2 separate regions of the Mus musculus genome follow, and region 1 is linked to region 2. The links are chromatin contacts, called in public Hi-C maps. All regions are on one chromosome and are shown on one strand. Each heading gives the region's core, a stretch centred on a gene start, on an enhancer-like site or on the middle of the called end of the contact. The rest is flanking DNA. Distances are from core to core; before and after follow the strand shown.

Region 1 (3,086 bases), core at 260-2,759, 280 kb before region 2:
GCTTATTTATTTATTTTTTTTTTTGTGACTCACCAAGGAGAAATAAAGGATGGTCCAGGTGTTTATTTCTATCAAGCATTTACTGTTTTACTGAATTCTTTGACTTTTTTTTTTTTAAATGAATTCACTGGATCTATAACAAAGAAAAGTTTTCCTTAATCCACTTAACAAATGAAGTCCTTTTTGAGACAAGTGAGTGAAGATAGTTATAGGGATCTATCCTGCAGTACATTTGCCACTTAAAAACAATTGTCTTTAAGGCTTGCAGGTTTTGGTACTAAAAAGCCTGAATTTTTTTATTTTAAATTAAAAATTTACAGTTGGAAATACAGAAAATTTATAATTAAAAAGAAGGCACATACCAGACAAGGGAGGCTAGGGTAGAAGACAGGAGATTTTGTTTTGTTTTGTTTTTAAATTTAATCATTCAATCATTTATTTATTTTATATTCCAGATTTTATTCCCCTCCCGGTCCACCCTCTGACCCCCCCCCCCCCCCCCCCCCATATCTCCATGAGGATGTCCCCACCAGACCTCTAAGCTTCCTGAGGCCTCCAGTCTCTTGAGGGTTAGGTGCATCTTCTTTGATTGAACCCAGACCTGGCAGTCCTCTGCTGTATATGTGTTGCGGGGCCTCATATCAGCTGGTGTATGCTGCCGGTTGGTGGTCCAGTGTCTGAGAGATCTTGGGTCCAGGTTAATTGAGACTGCTGGTCCTCCTACAGGGTCACCCTCCTCAGCTTCTTCCAGCTTTTTCCTAATTCAGCCACAGGGGTCAGCAGCTTCTGTCCATTGGTTGGGTGCAAATATCTGCATCTGACTCTTTCAGGTGCTTGTTGGGTCTTTCGGAGGACAGTCATGTTAGGTCCCTTTTTGTGAGTGCTCCATAGCCTCAGTAATAGTGTCAGGCCTTGGGACCTCCCCTTGAGCTGGATCCCATTTTGGGCTTGTCACTGGACCTTCTTTTCTTCAGGCTCCTCTCCATTTCCATCCCTGCAGTTCTTTCAGATAGGGACAATTATGGGTCAGAGTTTTGACTGTGGGATGGCAACCCCTCCCTCTCTTGATGCCCTGTCTTTCTGCCAGATGTGGACTCTATAAGGTCCCTCTCCCTACTGTCGGGCATTTCATCTAAGGCCCCTCCCTTTGAGTCCTGAGAGTCTCTCACCCCCTTCCAGGTCTCTGTTGCATTCTGGAGGGTCCCCCCACCCCCCAATCTCTTATCTCCCAAGGTTGCCTGTTTGAATTCTTTCTGCTGGTCCTCAGGGCTTCAGTCCTTTTTCCTCACCCAATACTATTCCCCCAACCCCCTCACATCCACTTTCCCTCCCAGGTCCCTCTCTCCCTACCCCCACCCCTTGTGCTTGAGGTTTTATATAACTGTTTCTTGTTCTAGAGTATAAAAAGTACTTGTAGTTCTCAAAATATTGTCTTAATTTAGATAGCAAAGTGATTCCACTAGGGGACAGCAGAACCAAGCTTTTGTATTTCACATGCCTTTGATATACATCTTAACAAGAAGTATGAAGCTGGAAATTGGTTAAAATTCCTAAATTGGGACGAGTTCGTGGTTTGCAGAAAATGCTCATATTTTAAGGAATCATTGAGAATTTTTTTTAGAATCTTTAACTTTTTGCAATCTGAAATAATAGAAAAAACAATTTCCATAAGAATTAAGCCTAATGTGAATTTATTAGGTATTATATTTATTAGGTAACAGTATTTGCAAGTGAAATTTCTTCTTAAAAATTCACTTAGCTGGAAATTTTAAACTTCTACTAGTCTGTTTCTCCCAAAGAGGAAACTGTTTCCTTATGTGGCCTTTGGCATATGTCTGTTGATAACTGTGCTTTGGAGGCTTAGTGAAAGGGCAGAGAGAATCCTTTGCTTTGTAACTTGCAGCATTGAAGAGCTGGGCTGCAGCAGCTGGTACAGAGGTTCTGATGCTTCTCAGCACCTCCTCTGCTCGTAGTCTCCTATGGTCCGCTCAGTCTAGCAGGCAGGAGGATCTTTTCTGACTCCTGTGAGGGCTTCTCAGTTCAGTCAGTGATAGGCCTATACACTTTCTCCATCCCCTACACCCATCTTGTTCCAGGCCAGATATATATGTGCCAGACATATTGTTACCTTAGTATCTTTTATGTTAGTTTCTGGTAAAATGTATTTCCCACAGTTATCTGTGTGGCTATTTCTGTCCTCCTCCTCAAGTATTTCCACTCCTTTGTGCCCTTCTCTTTTCTGTATCGTTTATCACATTTAGATATGTTAGAGCAATTAGTTGGTTTTCCTTTTATTCTTTGCTTTTATCATTACTAGACTGTTTTATAAAGGTTTTTTTTTTAAGGTTTTTTTATTTTTATTTTTATTTTTGTTGTTGTTGTTTTCTACATTGGTGTCTAGTGAGCCCAAGAGATTGTCCTGTTTCCCTTTCTTCCCAGCACTTGGGTTACAGGCATGCATTTTTTTAATTAGGTATTTTCTTCATTTACATTTCCAGTGCTATCCCAAAAGTCCCCCATACCCCCCCCCCCTCCCCTACCCACCCACTCCCACTTCTTGGCCCTGGCGTTCCCCTATACTGAGGCATATAAAGTTTGCACGACCAATGGGCCTCTCTTTCCAGTGATGGCCGACTAGGCCATCTTCTGATTCATATGCAGCTAGAGACACGAGCTCCGGGGGGTACTGGTTAGTTCATAATGTTGTTCCACCTATGGATTGCAGATCCCTTCAGCTCCTTGGGTACTTTCTCTAGCTCCTCCATTGGGGGCCCTGTGATCCATCCAATAGCTAACTGTGAGTATCCACTTCTGTGTTTGCTAGGCCCTGGCATAGTCTCACAAGAGACAGCTATATCAGAGTCCTTTCAGCAAAATCTTGCTAGTGTATGCAATGGTGTCAGTGTTTGGAGGCTGATTATGGGATGGATCCCTGGATATGGAAGTCTCTAGGTGGTCCGTCCTTTCGTCTCAGCTCCAAACTTTGTCTCTGTAACTCCTTCCATGGGTGTTTTGTTCCCAATTCTAAGAAGGGGCAAAGTGTCCACACTTTGGTCTTCGTTTTTCTTTAGTTTCATGAGTTTCAC
Region 2 (3,525 bases), core at 491-2,990:
TCCAAGATTTGGGGTTTGATACAATATTTACTTTCTTTGTCTTTCAAGAATTATTATTAAAAAGTAACTTTCAAAACTATAGGCATGGTAGACTGATGATATAGCTCAGTTGGTAGTGTTCTTGCCTGGCATCTATGAAGTCTTGGTCCCATCCTCAGAGTCACATAAACTGGGTGTGCTTCTGCGTGCCTGTGACTTTAGCCCTCAGGGATGGAGACAGGACGGCCAAGGTCAAGATCAACCTCTACTACCAATGAGTTTTGGCATGGCATCCATCCTCCCTTGTTCCCTCCCTCCCTCCCTCCCTCCCTCCCTCCCTCCCTTCCTTCCTTCCCTCTTTCCTTCTTTCATTCCTTCCCTCCCTCCATCTCTCCCTTCCTCCCTCCCTCCATTCCTCCCTCTCTCCTTTCCTCCATGTTCACACATACAGAGAATACACACACACACACACACACACACACACACACAGATACCACAGGTCTTGATAAATTGAACCCTATTGGTTTTGGTGGTTTGCCATTGTCAATGAACATTCACATTCTTTAGACAATACATAAAGAATTCTCTATATTTATAAGGAGAATGTGAACAAAGAAGAAACAGAAAAGGAAAAGCTTATATGGACCCAAATTCATTCTCTCTCTCTCTCTCTCTCTCTCTCTCTCTCACACACACACACACACACACACACACACACACACACACGCACACACCATTTACACCATACACACACACACACACACACGCACACACCATTTACACCATACACACACACACACACACACACACACCATTTACACTATATAGTTCTAAGGAGAGATCTTTTGGGTTATCTGCACATAGACCTACAGCCAGAGACACAGATCTTCCCAGAATCCTTTCCTTGGCCAGATATGCTCTGCCCTAGGACACACTAAGCTTGCTGCTTTCAAAGTACAACACACATGTACAACACACATATACATTGATCTTTTCTTCGTGCCTTTCCTCTCTGGCTCTTTTTATGTCCCCCACTAGATTGCAGGGGTCCGGAAGCAGAGCCCTTTGTCTTCTGTCCTCTCACTCTTTGTTTTGTTTGTTTTCAGTATCCTGCCTGGCAAGGAACAGGCTCTCAGTCTTGGAACAACATGTCTCTGCCCTCAAGGGCCCTGCAGTGAGAGTTGGCACCTTTTTACAAAACAGCATTGACAAATGGCAGCTGCTTTGTGTCTGAGCCCACATTTGTTAATACTACTTTTTAACAAGAAGTCCTGATTGCTACAGTGGCGCATATACACCATAACAATAAGGATTAGCCTGAGGTTAGCTTCCACAGCCGGGAGAAAGGCAGGGAATATGTACAGATGTGGGAAGGTTCAGGGTGATAGTTTCAAATTTCTGGCTTTATACAATCCTCTCTGGAGCAGCAGATTCAGGTAACTGTGGACACTGTTACTTTAAATTAGTGCTGGTTTGCTATTGACTTGCAGGGTGGGGGTGTGGATCTGAGCTACTCCTCCTTATAGCTGATCTGGCTGGGAAGTAATGGTGGTGGTTGGAATGAATCCATTCCTCTCACTGGAACCTACTTGTTCAGGATTTATTGGCTGTGGCTGCTGCGTGTTCACACTTTTCTTGAAGTGGCCTTGATTATTTATTTTCGGGAGGTGGCCTTCTCACAGGAGCCCATCTGTCTAGTGTCGGCCTAGGCTTGTCCATCAGCAGCAGTGGCCACCATGGGCATGGTGCCAGGTGCCAGCGGAGCACTGCAGGCTGAGTGGCTTTCTGTGCTTCCTCTAATCCCCCTGCCTTCCCCTTCCCCCGCCATGTGTGTATTTCCATGATAAATCACCCAAGAAAGATTTCCAATGCATTTTGACAGGATGAAACTGTGCGATTCAGCTTGATCTCGTTAAGAGCCCCATAGCCAAATCCCCCCAGCACTGAAGGCAAGGAGCGCTTGCAAGCTGTTCACGGATTGTCTCTCTAGCTGAGGGAGAGAGACTTGACTGACACTCGGCTGACTTTCTGCCCTTGACCCGGAGGGGAGGGATGTTTACTGCATGTTCTACTTGCAAAATCCCTGTGTAAGTTCAGTGGAGACATTTCTCTAAGGGCTGAGCACCTAGACCACTGAAGGATTTACTAACGTCCTTCCCTCCCCTCCCTCCTCTCCCTCCCTCCCTCCCTACCTCCCTCCCTCCCTCCCTCCCTCCCTCCCTCCCATGTGGCCATGCTAAGTGTAATAGGCACTGCCATACATAATAAATAAGGCCAAACTCCATGTCCTCCAGGAGCTCACAGTGTGTTGGGGAAGAAAGATAAGCAGATAGATAGTCATTACCAATGTGGGCCTTGTATAACAAAAAAACAGCATGAGGAGAACGGAGGGATGGTGGCAAGATGACAGGCTTCCTGGTTGAAGTAATGAATAGAGTGGGCACAGTGAGTTTGGGCAGTAGCATGCATAGGCAGAAGGGTTTGCCATAGCAAAGGCCTTCTTGCTGAGATACTTGAATAAACACAAATTTTTGCTCAGGGACCATAATTCTTATGGGTTTCACATCCCGAGGATGTGTGCTCTCTGACTGACTCTACCCTGCCCCTGCTCTCTGTGGATCTTATATGGGGTTTTAGCATTCTGCTTAAATAGCCCATATATTTTCAATTCACCCTTGCTTTGAATTCACTGCTTTTTCCTTGACATTATTAGCTTGTGGTACTTTTTATTCACTATGCAGTCAGTTTAAAAACCAAGCCAAACCAAACAACACTCCCCTCCATTTTCCTGGAGGCAGATGGTGGTACCCATGACCAAGAAAACTGAGGCTAGGTTTATGTCTTCTTACATTTTAATTATCGATACTTTTCAAAGAGGAGACCCAGGTTGCGTCCAACTGACAGACAACTCTCATTCGTTCTCTGTTACTCTTTGATCTCCTCAAAGACAGAGAACAGTGGTTTCCTAAGTCCATCCAACATAGAAAATCCAACTCTGCGGGACTTGAAGAAGATTGTTATTGGGTAACCATCAGTACACACGACTTGGAACCCGTACACAAATGAGATAGCAGTAAATTCCAGAACCTTGGCCAGAAGATCTTCCATCTGAAAATCAGAGTAGACGTGGTGGTGGTTTTAGTCCCCGTCCTGTCTGCAGTGGCTCACATTTAGGGCTCTGTCATTGCTAGACAGTCAGCCACTTTTATTCTGCACTGGAGAGAGGAGGAATTTTTTTCCAGGCAATTAGCTTTAAAAAGAGTATGGTTCCTTGGCTTTACTGAAATGCCAGGAAAGATTATGAAACCTCTAAAGATCAGAAAAAAAATTCAAGATGGTAAATGACATTTTATTCATTAGGATGGATTTCCAAGTTCTTCGTGCCTCTAAAAATGTTTTGTCCTTTGTTCATTGTAAGGGGTCTTTGGAGTTCCATTAGTCATACTAACAGCAATAAACCTGGCTTACTTTCACGCTGTACTTTGCTTGAGTGTATGCAATTCAAATTATAAATGAGATTTCTTGTATGGGAGAATAAGAAGAGAA

What was found. A called contact is a pair of places that touch in the nucleus more often than the background predicts.
Region 1: a contact with region 2 is called in a Hi-C map of cortical neurons, with 2.1 times the contacts expected there. The contact joins two enhancer-like sites. A contact is called at or near these places in 1 of 15 datasets of contacts at CTCF or cohesin (the NIH/3T3 cell line) and 2 of 484 Hi-C or Micro-C datasets (cerebral cortex and cortical neurons).

Annotation. Positions count from the first base shown.
Region 1 is chr9:53,216,769-53,219,854 of GRCm38.p6, reverse strand. The region is part of intron 9 of Ddx10 (DEAD box helicase 10); the gene reads left to right. Among named protein-coding and RNA genes, the nearest start is that of Ddx10, 30 kb to the left of the region's middle. Within about 2 kb of position 1,509, at least 7 of the 459 cell types and tissues checked have an H3K27ac peak or open chromatin away from gene starts, as enhancers often do. A contact at or near this core is called in cortical neurons, where this site is marked.
Region 2 is chr9:52,939,461-52,942,985 of GRCm38.p6, reverse strand. No RefSeq gene overlaps it. Among named protein-coding and RNA genes, the nearest start is that of Gm39339, 63 kb to the right of the region's middle. Within about 2 kb of position 1,740, at least 29 of the 459 cell types and tissues checked have an H3K27ac peak or open chromatin away from gene starts, as enhancers often do. A contact at or near this core is called in cortical neurons, where this site is marked.